3 separate regions of the Danio rerio genome follow, and all the other regions are linked to region 1. The links are chromatin contacts, called in public Micro-C maps. All regions are on one chromosome and are shown on one strand. The core of a region is the stretch at or near the end of the contact, and the rest is flanking DNA. Distances in the headings are between cores, read along the strand shown.

Evidence for each region. A called contact is a pair of places that touch in the nucleus more often than the background predicts.
Region 2: a Micro-C map of caudal fin shows a contact between it and region 1, with 3 times the contacts expected there. The contact joins two enhancer-like sites. A contact is called at or near these places in 2 of 18 Hi-C or Micro-C datasets (caudal fin and hematopoietic stem cells).
Region 3: a Micro-C map of caudal fin shows a contact between it and region 1, with 7 times the contacts expected there. The contact joins two enhancer-like sites. A contact is called at or near these places in 2 of 18 Hi-C or Micro-C datasets (caudal fin and an unstated tissue) and 1 of 4 datasets of contacts at active chromatin or transcription factors (caudal fin).

The regions. Positions count from the first base shown.
Region 1 is chr22:22,908,951-22,913,764 of GRCz12tu, forward strand. No RefSeq gene overlaps it. Among named protein-coding and RNA genes, the nearest start is that of ptprc, 14 kb to the left of the region's middle. Within about 2 kb of position 2,886, at least 9 of the 62 cell types and tissues checked have an H3K27ac peak or open chromatin away from gene starts, as enhancers often do. A contact at or near this core is called in caudal fin, where this site is marked.
Region 2 is chr22:23,189,097-23,193,876 of GRCz12tu, forward strand. dennd1b (DENN/MADD domain containing 1B) reads left to right here. Exons shown (of 21, transcript XM_073937882.1): 3 at 1,101-1,150; 4 at 2,064-2,183. Among named protein-coding and RNA genes, the nearest start is that of dennd1b, 87 kb to the left of the region's middle. Within about 2 kb of position 1,780, at least 2 of the 62 cell types and tissues checked have an H3K27ac peak or open chromatin away from gene starts, as enhancers often do. A contact at or near this core is called in caudal fin, where this site is marked.
Region 3 is chr22:23,341,692-23,346,361 of GRCz12tu, forward strand. It overlaps crb1 (crumbs cell polarity complex component 1), which reads right to left. Exons shown (of 13, transcript NM_001044943.1): 3 at 3,768-3,963; 4 at 1,703-1,845; 5 at 1-67. Among named protein-coding and RNA genes, the nearest start is that of crb1, 21 kb to the right of the region's middle. Within about 2 kb of position 1,775, at least 26 of the 62 cell types and tissues checked have an H3K27ac peak or open chromatin away from gene starts, as enhancers often do.

The DNA of each region.
Region 1 (4,814 bases), core at 1,636-4,135:
AAACAATGACGCTAAAGAGCAAATCCGTACCTCTTAAGGCCAAAAAATGGGCATCTTGTACATATGGCAGTATGTCTCAAAACTACTATATAATTTCTTACTGTAGACTAAATTCTAGGTGCATACTCAGTGATGTGCAGCTCCAGTTATACAACAATTTTACATAGTGTCAAAGTCAGCTGATGATTTAAGCTATTTTGCTTATTTTTTGTCACTCTATCTGAAGAAAGAGCAGAGATCTGTGATCACTGATGTGTCAGAGGCTCTATTTATAAACTACCCAGTATTTAAGTAAGTGAAAATGAAGAGGCGTGTCCTGAACGTCCTGCAGCTGTAGAACGAGTGAGTAGGGCAGGCCTGAGAAACAGCATCTCTATATTATGTAGATTTCTTCCTCTTTGTTCATCTTTTTTATGGTGAAATCTCTGGATTTATGCTAGAAAGTGAAAATGTTCAGAGGTTAGCTTTTGGATCAATGCACAGACATGAACTATATTTATTCTCACATAAGCTGCCTACCTGTATATACTTACAGTATCTACCCAAAACATCTGGCAGTTCCTGGCAATGCAGCTGGCATGATTATGAGGTCATGTGGAGAATAGAGGTCATGATGGAGCATCAAACACATGCTGGGATGCCACAACAGCACCTACTGTAAGAATGCACACAACTTCTGTCAAAGTAATGCATTCTTATGGACTTACGTTGTTTAACTAATATTAAATAACTTTGCGTTTCTCTAAATGTTGTAAAACTGAGATCTTTATCATATTTCAGGTCCCACTGATGATTTTCTTTGCATACAACAAGCATATAACATATGTTAAGATCTATATTTTAATGTATTTTGATACTTACATGAAAGAAATTAACATGGTCATGCATTTTCTTTACATTAAATAATAAAGCATTTGAATGTGGAGGATAGAGAGTCAAATATTTAGCAAGTAGGTGAAGCTTAGCTTTTCATTAGCCTTGGTCAATGTGAATTCAACTTTATACAATATTTTCACTTAGTATGAGGAACAGTAACGATGCTGGTCTTATCAAACACTGCTAAAAATAGTTTCCCAGCAGAAAGAGGATGTCAGATTCACGTTGTACCCAGGGGCGGATTTAGTGATTTGGGGGCCCAAAGCAACTCCAGCCATGGGCCCCCAAGTCCTGAAATGCACCCTTCTACTTTTATTTAATTTTTTTATATATATTTCAGTTTTTTTTTTAATATCTCTCAATCTTTTCTACGTTTCATCCAAATGTAAGCTTTACAATTTAAATAATCAGATGTCTTAAAATTAATTTACAACTAAAAATAATAATACATCTTTTATAAATTTTACTGCTGGACTGTTCCATGATTGAGGGTGGTGGATATTTTTTCATATTATTACATAACATTACGTTATTACAACAATATTATATTTTATTGTAAATTAAACTATTTTTAATTACGTAAAAAATTATTTGTTTGACTCTCACTATACAAAATATAATTAAAAAATTATGTTTATTGGTATAATTTATACTTCTAGATATTTATTGGGGGCCTCCTAAGCGGTCGCTTACTTTCCTTATTGGTTAAATCCGTCCCTAGTTGTACATCAAAGTTGTGGGACGTTGTATTGTATTTAGAAATGAAAATCGGTTTGACATCAGGCCAACATTAATGTCCTACGCCGAACAGATGTTGTATTTTAGGTTACTTTCCAATGCTACCTAAAAAAATCAACGTCTAATGATGTTACAGCTTGACGTTACGTGGACTTTACTGATATAGCATCTATCAGACGATTTTGCTGCCATACTTGACAAATAAATGTCAGTATTTGACGTTAAAATGACGTTGGTTTAACATGTTGACTTTTGTTGTTGACATGTTGACTTTTCATGTTGGATTTTGGTTACTTTCCAACACAACATAAAATTGACTAAATATCAATGTTTAATGATGTTACAACTTGACGTTGTGTGGACGTTACTAATATAACATCTATCAGACATTATATTTTGGTTGCTATACCTGATGAATAAATTTGATGTCAATATGACGTTGGATTAAGATGTTGGCTCATTGTTGGTTTTGGTCACTAAAAACAGCTCGTTGTTGGATTTTGGTTACTAAAAACAGCTCGTTGTTGGATTTTGGTCACTATAAACAGCTCATTGTTGGATTTTGGTCACTAAAAACAGCTCGTTGTTGGATTTTGGTCACACATAACAACCTAAAATCAAACAAATATCAATGTCATTTCACAAAATTACTGAAAGTCAAAATAACATCGTTCTTAGACGCTGGCGACGTAAATCTGATCTAATGTTAACGTCATATGACATTGTGTGTCTGCTGTGTTTGTTCTATATTCTCTGGTCTGCATTATCACCTTTATTTTATAGTTATATTTAAACTATCCAGTCCAACATCAAGTATCTAACACAAAACAACAGGTTTATTTAAAATGTCAAATTCCTATAAATAACTATGTGAGAAAAAGGTTTTTCTAGTTGAAAAGGGTGTGAAACAAAAACATCATCTCAAGATCTGAACTGAAGACAAGTATATGGGCGTTTTAGCATGTTTTTGGCACTTTTAGCGCAAGTCTGGACGTTAATTTGCATAAAGTTTTGTTTAAGGCGCTTAAGTTGTGAGCAATTACAAGAACACGGTGACGTGAGGACTGCAGTAGTTTCACTTCCTTTCACGAGAAAACGTTTGGTAAGAACAAAAGTTCCTTTTTGTGGACAGCTGTGTCTTACATCGACAGCATCAGCATTTATTTTATTTTTTTCATTCTAAAAAAGATCTCTTTATAATAACAAATTCATACCAGGAATTACCGCCTCTTTTGTGCTAGCCACAATGTCACATGACAACTAACGCACGCTAATATTGTATAAGAAAGAGTGTGTGCTAACTATAGGCCTACTCTGCAGTTTGTATGTGATGTCAAAGGTAGAAAATATTCTTTACAATGCTTGTAAAACAATCTGATAACCAGAAACGTTTGATTAGGGTTTTAAAAAAGTCTTTATGTGGGATTTTTAAGTCTCTGTTAAAGTAAAATGAAAATGTTTAGGTGTATCAATATTTAAGGTCTTTGTAGGAGCCTTACCACTGTATCTAGCACGTTTGTGTCACCCAGACTCATAGCCAGGGGGTGTTCGAGTGGTTCGAAAGACCCACCCCCCAATGACAAAGTGCAGAATTTGGCCTCTATAGACCATTTCAATGTGCTGATGTCATTGACCCATGAGAATTTCCTTCTTGTTGTCAAACTGTTCGATAACTGTAACAATAGGCAATTCAATCATAAGCTGACGTTATTACAGGATTATTTATCATGATTTTTACTTTTTTAGATTCTCTGAAGCTATTGAAATTAAAAATGTAAAACAGGAAATACATTTGGACCATTGTTGTTTACATCCCTCAAAATAGTCTATTTAAGTTCATTTGTCCCATTTTTGACAGTATGCATCATAAATTGTGAAAATAACCGATAAAAGAAGGCTGTAAGACAAATAAAATTTGTAATTATTAAATTTTACAAATTCTGACTGAAGAAATGAGCCAATCAGTTTGTTATTTATCTACAGGCTACAGTTTTTAAGTTGTATGTATGTATATTGTATGTTTTTAATAAGTTTTAACAGAATCATAATTGTATTTTTTTAATGATGCATGATAACAAATTTGCATTTTAAAAATAAGTATTTTTTTCATCTCCCTTTATTCTACATTTTTAATAAAAAATTCTAATCTCATACCATTATCTATAAAGTTGTAATAACTTACAGTTTAAATGCACATTTCTAAATAAACACTTTGTGGTGAAATAGTATGGTAAACTCAAGATCAAAAAGTCTGGTTATGATCACCATCGGAGAAGCTAATGCAGCAAAGATTGCATAAAATGTCACTACTATGCAGTATTTAAACCTCATAATTTAAAAGAAATTAAGGAGGATAACTGCACAAAGCTCCACTTATTACTGAGAAAAAAGAACCACCTCTTTCAATAGAGGCTGTACCCCCAGAGCAGGTCATACTCAAATGCCAATAAAGCAAATAGTTCACACAAAAATAAATTCTATCATCATCACCCTTCACTTCAGCCTGCACAAAATAAGATATACCTATAGGTAACCAAAGTCCCCATTAACTTTTTGGTTAACACCATTTTTCCAAACATACTTAGTTGAGCTGAGAAAATCTCATAAGACTTAAGTGTGACTAAATCTTAAGATTCTTTTACATCCCTTTCAGTTCAGTTTGCATGTAAGCTTTTTAAATCACTTACCGTTTATAAAATGCTAAATAAAAGAGAAATTGTTCACATCTACCACTTGATGGCAGTGTTTATCCACCACTGGGTCTTGTTCACCTACCTTGACTAATTCTGTTCGCCTGCCTCTGAGGTTGACCTGTGCGATTTACATATCTGCATAAACCACCTCACCAGCTCTTAAAAAATAGTCATCATCCTCATTTTCCTATTATTCTGAGGTCTATGATTATTAGTGCAGCAGAACTGACCTTAAATCGGCTTCTTCAGGAAATAAAAATATCTCTCTTGCCGAAGGTTACAACACTGTGAGGCAAAGTTAGCCAGGTCTTGTTTTTGATTGACAGCTTCCTAACAAGGACAGCTTAAAGCGGCGGAGTTACGCCCTGAAGCCCCTCTCCTCTCCCATGCTGCACCAGAGGGCAGGGGGCTGTGTGTGTGATGTGTTTGTCTTTATCATCTTCCACCTGCACACACACAGTCACAGAGGGGTATAAATGACATTACGGGTGTCAACGTTCGCTGTGT
Region 2 (4,780 bases), core at 530-3,029, 280 kb after region 1:
GAATTTTTTTGTCTTTTTTTTAAATATTTCCAAAATGATGTTTAACAAAGCAAGGAAATTTTCACAGTATGTCTGATAATATTTTTCCAGCCAATTAGTAATGATTAAAAACATTAATCACATTGATTAACAACTCTGGTTAACACAGTTTATGAGATAAACAGATGATACAGACAAAACAAGTTGGGTGAAAAATTCCTTTAAGCTTATATTAGAATAATATCTGGCAACCATAACATCACAGAGACTTGGATTTATACTTTTTAAACTTTTTTTGACTAAATACACAACACACACCTAAATACACAAAACAAATTGGGCGGAAATTCCATTAAGCTTATATCAGAATAATATCTGGCAACCATAACATCACAGAGACTTGAATTTAGGCTTTTTAAACTTTTTTTCCCACTAAACGCACAACACACACTTAAATACACGAAACAAAATGGGTAAAAATTATTTTAAGCTAATGTCAGAATTATATCTGGCAACCATAACATCACAGAGACTTGAATTTAGACTTTTTAACTTTTTTCATTTTTTTTTTACTAAATACACAACAAAATTGGCGAAAATTCCTTTAAGCTTATATCAGAATAAAATCTGGCAACCACAACATGACAGGCATGGATTTGTTGGTACAAATTTTTCGTTATTCCCTAGAACTAATGGTGTTTAAGAATATTGTGGCTGAAGTGTTCAAACTGATGTAAAAAGTAAAGGACGGCCGCTCCAAACGTAGAAACAAATAGTCAGACTTTGAAGATTACCATTTTCTTCACTGGATTAACTTCAGCATGGATTAAGTGTTCACCTAAAGAATAACAATGTGTGCTAGCAACATAAACATTCACAATTTTTTGCCTTCACACCGACACTCTTTAGGCACTCAATACATGTTAGCAACCTCATAGAAACACCCTAGCAACATGTCATCTGTTCATCACATAATCCTCTTGTCATGTCATCTTCAAGTCATTAATTAAGCCTTATCCCTTGAATGGTCTGTAATGTGTGTGTGTGTGTGTGTGTGTGTGTGTGTGTGTGTGTGTGTGTGTGTCTCACTCTTTCTCTCCCCCTCTCTCATTTCTTTTCAGGAGGTCCTGCAGACAGTGCCTAAGTTCTGCTTCCCATTTGACGTGGAAAGGTAGGACATCCCTCTCGCTTCCCAGCAAATAAGCCAATCGATGTGTGAATTGGGAAAGACGAGGATGTTTGTTTATACAACACGCATTCACACATGCTCAAGAGGCTGTCGCAAATGACTCACAGGGTGGAGCCGCACACCTCCATACTTCTGTTCCTAATGTCAGACCCTTCATTTAAACGCTGCCGGAATAAACGAAACCTTCATCCAACAAGGAAACAATGCCTGTTCTGACCGAAGGACGCAATAATATTCTCACAGACAGCCTGTGTGTGTGTGTGTGCGTGCCTTGTATTTCTTACATTCCTAATGTCCAATGTCCACTAATGCAACAGTATCAGTACATTTAGACCTTGTGAGGATGTTTTATTTACTACTTATTGGTATTTATGAGGAAAACGGCTCATAAATCACACAGAATTGAGTATTTTGGTCAATGAAAGCATGCAGATTGTTTACTGGGTTGGGTTTATGGGGGTAGAATATTCAGTTTGTACAGTATGAAGATCATCGTGTCTATATGGGAAAGTCCACATAAAGGTGTGTGTTTGCTTGTGGAAATGAAAAATGGAAAGTGCTGTTGTATAGTTTATGTGCAGTGTTACAAGTTCATTGCCGTTTTGCTGAAGCCGTTTTGCTGAAGCCTTATTGCTGCCATCTAGTGGAGATCTAAGACTCTCTCCTGTCACTTTCAGCTGTTAGAGGCTACAAAATGTATCTTTCTGCTTTCAAATGGGTGTGAAATTAGATTAAGATGATCCTTTTTAATATTTAAGTCAGTTATGATTGTGGATTATAAGATTTAGTTGGTGTTGTTTACAGTGTTTGGATCATATATCCTTGAAGTAGTGTGTGTGATTTATATATTTGTAAATGATGTGTGCTTTTTGTGTGTTTGTTTGGTGGCCTGCAGAGTTTCTCCGACTCAGGTGGGCCAGAACTTCACGTTTGTGCTCACAGACATTGAAAGCAAGCAGAGGTTTGGGTTCTGTCGGCTGACGTCCGGCTGCAAGCTCTGCATCTGCTTGCTCAGGTAAGAGAAATGAGAACATGACCGATTTGTTTTATCCTCAATCTTTCGTTGAGTCTTTAAACATTCATTTGTTATTAGTTAAATTTTCTTTTTAGAATTTTGACAGTTTGCATCATCAAATCAGTACATATGATGACAGATTTGAACATAGTATAATAAAGATTCATTGCGTGATCAATTGGTTCATGAAACTATATTTTTTGAAAACAAGTAACAGTTGAACCCCCTAAATTATTATTCCCCCTGTTATTTTTTCCCCAATTTCTGTTTAACGGAGAGATTTTTCTCACATTTTCAACACATTTCTAAACATAATAGTTTTGATAACTCATCTCTTATAACTGATTTATTTTGTCTTTGCCATGATGATAGTAAATAATATTTGACTAGATATTTTTCAAGACACTTCTATACAGCTTAATGTGACATTTATTGGCTTAACTAGGTTAATTAGGTTAACTAAGCAGGTTAGAGTAATTAAGCAAGTTATTGTATCACTATAGTTTATTCTGTAGAATATCGAATAAAAATATAGCTTAAAGGGGCTAATAATTTTGACCTTAAAATGTTTTTTAAAAATTAAAAACTGTTTTTATTCTAGCCGAAATAAAACAAACAAGACTTTATCTAGAAGAAAAAATATTATCAGACACACTGTGAAAATTTCTTTGCTCAATTAAGCATCATTTGGGAAATATAAAAAAAATCAAAGAGGGTTTAATAATTCTGACCTCAACTGTTTATGGATTTATACTATTTTATGAAAACAGATTTCAAAAGAATTCAAGAGTTGAAAGAAATGCACTTTCCAGATCATAGCTTAAGTTACTTAAATTGTTTTTCTAATGAGCATTAAAATCAGTCATATTTCTGTTGGATACAAACATAGAGATTTCACCATTATAATAAAATTTGTTGTTCAAATATGTTTTTGTGTGATAGGTTAATTAAAGAGGCATTTCTTGAGAAATATTATGTCTAACTTGTTGTTTTAAGTAAGCATAATTAGGCAAGTTATTGTATAACGATGATTTGATCTGTAGACTATCGAAAAAAATATACCTTAAAATGGTTTTTAAAAAATTAAAAACTGCTTTTATTCTAGCCGAAATAAAACAAATAAGACTTTCTCCGGAAGAAAAAATATTATCAGGCATATTGTAAAAATATCCTTATCTGTTAAACATCATTTGGTAAATAATTAAAAAAGAGAAAAAAATTCAAAGAGGGTTTCAATAATTTTGACTTCAACTCAAAAGAATTTTAGAATTAAAAGAATGCACTTTCCAGACATTTAAATAGCTTAAGTTTCTTGTTTTTTTTTTTTCTAATTAGCATTATTCATATTTCTGTTATATACAAACAGAAACAGTAAAACCAAACCATTACAGTAAAATCCGTTATTCAAATATGTTTTTGTATGATAGGTTAATTAATGAGGCATTTCTTGAGAAATATTATGTCTGATTTATTGTTTTAAGAAAGCATTTTAGATCTATTATAGATAGTAATACCCAACATTATTTGAAATAAGCTATAATGTATAATATTACGAAATGGTATATATATATATATATATATATATATATATATATATATATATATATATACATGCATACATACTGTACATACATACATATATTTATTTATTTATTTTCTGAGGAGACACTTAGAAAAACACTCTGTCACTTTAATGAAATAATAGTGTAAACAGATAAAAAAATAGCCCTTTTGTTTATTTTCAGGATTAAAATATGATGGCAGTTGCTTTCATATTTTCAGTGTGAGCTTCTCTATTGAGAATGGAAAGCTGGAGACATACATAACTGATAAAGCACTGTATTTAATAATACAAATACATTTAGTAATTCAGAGCAGCTCAACTGGGACGCATCATTTTTTTTGTCTCTGTCTACACGGTATTGATGGACAATCGCAGGTTTATCATCGTCATGATGAGCTGCTGTCGAAATCTCTCCTCCTCCTTCCAGCCTTTGGCCTTTGTTTTTTTTTTTCTCCCTTTCTTTTCTTTTTGTTTTTTCTCGCTCTCCTCTCGTTATTCAGGCACAGAGAGGTTTGCCGGAGACGCTTCGCCAATAATTATGCATGAAGCCCTGCTGCCAATTAGCTAGAGTCTCCCCTGTCCCTTTCACTGAGTTTTACATGCTAATTCATTTGACATATGATGTATAAAATTCATTATGCATTCTGAGTAGTTTGCATGGCTTCCTTCATTCATAATACAAAATGCATTCAAAGTTTTTCTTTTTTTTTTTTCACAATTCAGATTTCTTTTGTTTATGTTATCTGTGTGGGAAAAATATGGTCAAATGGAGCAAAAGATCTAGAGAAAGTTATGGTTTAACTTAAGATATTGCTTTAATTAATTCATGGAGTTTAACTTATTTCTCTCTTGCACACATGTTCTCCCAAACACATGCATACATACATATTTCTATACTTATATCTATACACACACACACACACCGTTGAAGTCAGAATTATTAAACCCCCTGAATTATTAGCCCCCCTGGTTATGTTTTCCCTCTTTATTTATTTAACGGAGAGAAGATTAATAATAACATAATAGTTTTAAT
Region 3 (4,670 bases), core at 525-3,024, 430 kb after region 1:
CCTTCATTCACACAGGGATTGCTTTCACATTCACTGACGTCTACCTCACAGTTACGCCCTTCAAACCCTGGAACAACACAAATATGACAGAAAGCCTCATGATGCTGTGGTATACGCACATCAATATACACAATTTTTGTGACACTACAACAATGATTACTGTTTTTACATTAATGTGAAGATAGGTTTAGGCTAGGGGTATAGATGTTAATAAAACACAATGTAATGAATCATTTAATGTATAATATAAATAATTCTTGTTAACTTTGAGCCAGAGCAGTATTCCTTCTACACACTAAAAAGGATGTTTGTTCAAACTACTCATTTTAAATGAGCTGAAACAACACAGTTCTTAAGTTTTTTTGGGGACAACTTAATTGTTTTATGTGTAATTGACTAAAATTTGTAAAAACTAATAAGTTAATTTAATTCTTTCATGTTGTACCAATAAAATCGATTAAGTTACCTTAATTATTTTTATAAATGTAAGTGGATTGAACATAAAACAATTAAGTTGTTCAAAAATAAAACGTAAGAACTGACATCTGTAGTTGGAATAAAACAAAGAAAATACTATGGGAGTCAATGGTAGTCTCCCCCCAAGATTTCTTTGTGTTCTACAGAAGAAATAATCTCCCAAGTGGAGCATGAGTAACCCTTTACTTTTTTGAATGATTTGTAACTTTAAGGGGATTTCTGAAATTAAAGATTGAGAGACCCCACCCATTGACTTGTGTCCTCTGTAGTGGACATTGTGTTTTCATGAATTTTTTTAGAATTTTTTGAGCTACTCTGTCAAGTCCTGTTGTACTGTTCAGAGGACATCCCGGGCTTTCTGGTGATATGTCATTTGATTGGCTGGCATGCTAGGAACCACTTCTTACACTTCATCCAAAATGGCCGACATAAAAAAAGCACATTTCATGAAGAGGAGAGAAGTATGTAAACTTTAACTTTTTAAAAGTTTTTTTTTTACTATTATTATTAGATATATATGTTTATTAAAGTGTCAGGAACAATATATTTAGCTTTCAAAGCAGTTAACTTGTTTGTGTTTCAAAATATCATCCTTTTTAAAATGTCCACTATAGTGGACAACAGGAACATCTTAATGTAATTAGTGACTGCATGTTGTAGGAGGCAGAACTGAAGCAGAGATGATAAGATAGTTGAGGGGGACTCTGACAAAGTTTGACAATCAGAGAATTAGAGACAATTAGTGAATGACAATCAGTTTTAAATCACTTTTATTTTAAATTTATTTTGAATTAACATCACTTCTTCTTTTTTTTTGGCTCTCTCAGACTAAGCTGTTTCAGGAAATTAAAAATAAAAGGAAAAAATGGCTTTTGTTTAATTTTTGTTACATTAATATTGGATTAATATCCCTTTACAGCCACATCCTGGACAGCTTTGTTGTCTGAGTTTGGCGGTCGTTTCAAACTAAAATGGTCCCGTGGTCCACTACAGTGGGCATGCTGTAAAATTAAAAATAAAAACAAAATGTAAAAACTCTAAATAAAACTTTTTTTAAGCCAAAGGATGTAGGGAATCACAGAAAAAAATGGGTCTCAGGAGGATATTAGCCTACATAAACATTTTTAATCAGATGTTACCAGATACATTTCCAAATCCAATCCATCAATTCCGTTTAATGCAAAATCATACTTTAACTTGATATACAAGTCATTCTGCGAGTCACCTGGCCAGCAGTTGCAGGTGTAGTTCTCCTGTTGATTCTCACAGAGGGCGCTGTTGAGGCAGGGTTGAGACCAGCAGGGCGGAGGCGGGATCTCACAGTCAACACCAGTGAAGTTAGCAGTCTGTGAGCAGTCACAGCGGTAGCTACAACATATAGGCTATACTATTTATACATGCATGCATATTTCACTACCAAAATTATCTTACATTTGCTGTGTTATTATATTACAATAGGTGAAGCTAATGAGAACACATTCCAGCAATGAAAAACACTATATGAATTAACCTATTTTAGAATCATTAAGATGGTTACTGCAGTTTATTTAAGCAGTGTGTTAAGCACTGGTTGGCTACTGAACAGTGACTAACTGATCTAACTTGTAGTTAACCTAGTTAAGGCCTTAAAACGGCACTAAGCTGAAAACTAGTACCTTGCAAAATTATTAGAAATATATTATGTACTATTATTATGGTAAAGACTAAAGAAATTAGTTATCAGAGATGAGTTATTAAAACTTGTGTTTTTAAAAATTGTGTTGAAATATCTTCTCTCCATTATAACACTTTGGAAATATTTAATAAACATATACAGTAAATCAATTATTACAGTATGGTATACAGCATATTTTATGATTTAATTATATTTGTTTACATTTTAAAAAGCTGTCATGAACAAGGACATATTTACAAATATACCTCTACCAAATTATATGACCAAAGAATGACAACATTTTTATGTTACTTTAACTTATTTTATTAAATGAATTGGGTTTCAACTTGTTTTTTTTTTTTTTTAGTCATACAAAGTTTAACCTAATATTTTTATTCAGTTTGACAGAGTTGAGAGATGAAAAGATGAACGAACAAAAAAAATTTCAAGCAGCAAGAGTTTATATATAGTTCTGTCTGATTCTCGAATCTGATTGGCTGATAGCAGCGTGATAGGTCTTAATAATAATTCGAGAATCAGACAGAACTATATATAAACTCTTGCTGCTTGAAATTCTTTTGTTCTTTTTTTATTTTTTTTTATCACATTTAACAATATACAGTTAAAGTCAGATTTATTAGTCCCCCACCCCCCCTTTGAAAGTGTTTTTCTTTTACAAATAATTTCTGAATTGTGTTTAATAGAGCAAGGAAATTTTCACAGTATGTCAGAAAATATTTTTTCTTCTTATTTGTTTTATTTTGGCTGAAATAAAAGCAGTTCTTAATTTTTTAAAAACCATTTTAAGGTCAATATTATTAGCCCCTTTAAGCTATATATTTTTTTCGATAGTCTACAGAATAAACCACCGTTATACATAGTCTACAGAATAAACCACCGTTATACAATAACTTGCCTAATTACACTATCCTACCTAGTTAATCTAATTAACCTAGTTAAGCCTTTAAATGTCACTTTAAGAAGTGTCTTGAAAAATATCTAGTCAAATATTATGTACTGTCATCATGGCAAAGATAAAATAAATCAGTAATTAGAAATGAGGGCTAATAATTCAGGGGGTTTAATATTTCTGACTTTAACTGTATAGCAACATATTTCATTTTAGAAAACATTCATAATATTTTGGAACAGTAAATAATTAAAATAAATCATTGACTTCTGCTATCTTCAACTTCGAAAGCACGGTTTTCTTTACAACACATAACAAAACACCTTAGGAACGTTATAACAGAACATTTTAGCGGTTTTAAAACCTTGACTTTGTCCGAACCGCTGTAAACCTTGAAACAGGTTCTCATCCCATGCCTATGTATACATTTGTGTATGTATGTGATATGTTTTCTTATTTTTCATGTGCCTAATTAGTGTATAATTGTGTTTTCCTGATACTTTAGAGTGTGGTTTTATGGTTTTGTTATATGTATATATATATATATATATATATATATATATATATATATATATATATATATATATATATATATATATATATATATTTGTCTGACCTAAGATGAACTAAATGAAACAAAAGAACAGTAGAAATTAATTGAATTTTTCATTTCCACTAAGTAAACCTTGAGCGAAAATAAAATGGCAGCATGGAAATATATCCTACCTATTGATTTCATCCACACACAGAGCCCCGTTTTGGCATGGCTGGTCACGGCACTCGTCGATGTTGATTTCACAGCTCTCGCCCTGGAAACCCGCCAGGCATGTGCACGTGAAGCCATTGATGTGGTCATGGCAACTGGCGCCGTGGAGACAGGGCTGTGACTGACACTCATCAATCTCCAGCTCACAGCTGCTACCTGCAACATCACAGACAGCGGTGCTGAGCGCAAAACATGCCAATCCGAGATCTCGGCATGGCTTATTACACATGCCATCTGGACAGACCTCATCCCGGATCAAACAGACTCAAACTGGAAGCTCGCAGTCAGCCTTTAGGGTTATTGATATGCTGCCCACAGCCTTTCCTGCACTTGATCAGCAGTGTTTTTAAAGCAGATTTGAACACATCGTGTGTGTGTGTTAACAGTGTTTTGTTGTTACATGAGGAAGTTCAGAAGTTCCATTACACACGGTTTTGCTTTATAGTGCAGTTGGTCGCAAACACCTAGATTAAAGAGATGAATTCTTCCTTAACATTTACACAAACGTTTATGAATTTCTTTCTTCTGATTAAAACAAGAGATTCTGGAGATTGTTGGAAAAAATCAGCCCCTGACATTCATGGTATAAGCTATGGAAGTCAATAGCTGTGTCTTCTAACATTCTTCAGGGATAAAAAAACTCACCTATTTAAACTTAGGTTTTAAAGCAGTGGAGGATGAGTAACTAATGACAGAATTTTCATTTTGGGTGAATTAGTACTTTAAAATCTTTTTTGTGTGTGGATTCTTTCAGCTAAAAGATTGATATCTTGTTTTGTTGTTGTTGTTTTTTACACTTACTAAAACTATATCTCTAGATTTGAGTACTAATTCTGGTGTAACATAAGCTTCTCAAACAGTGT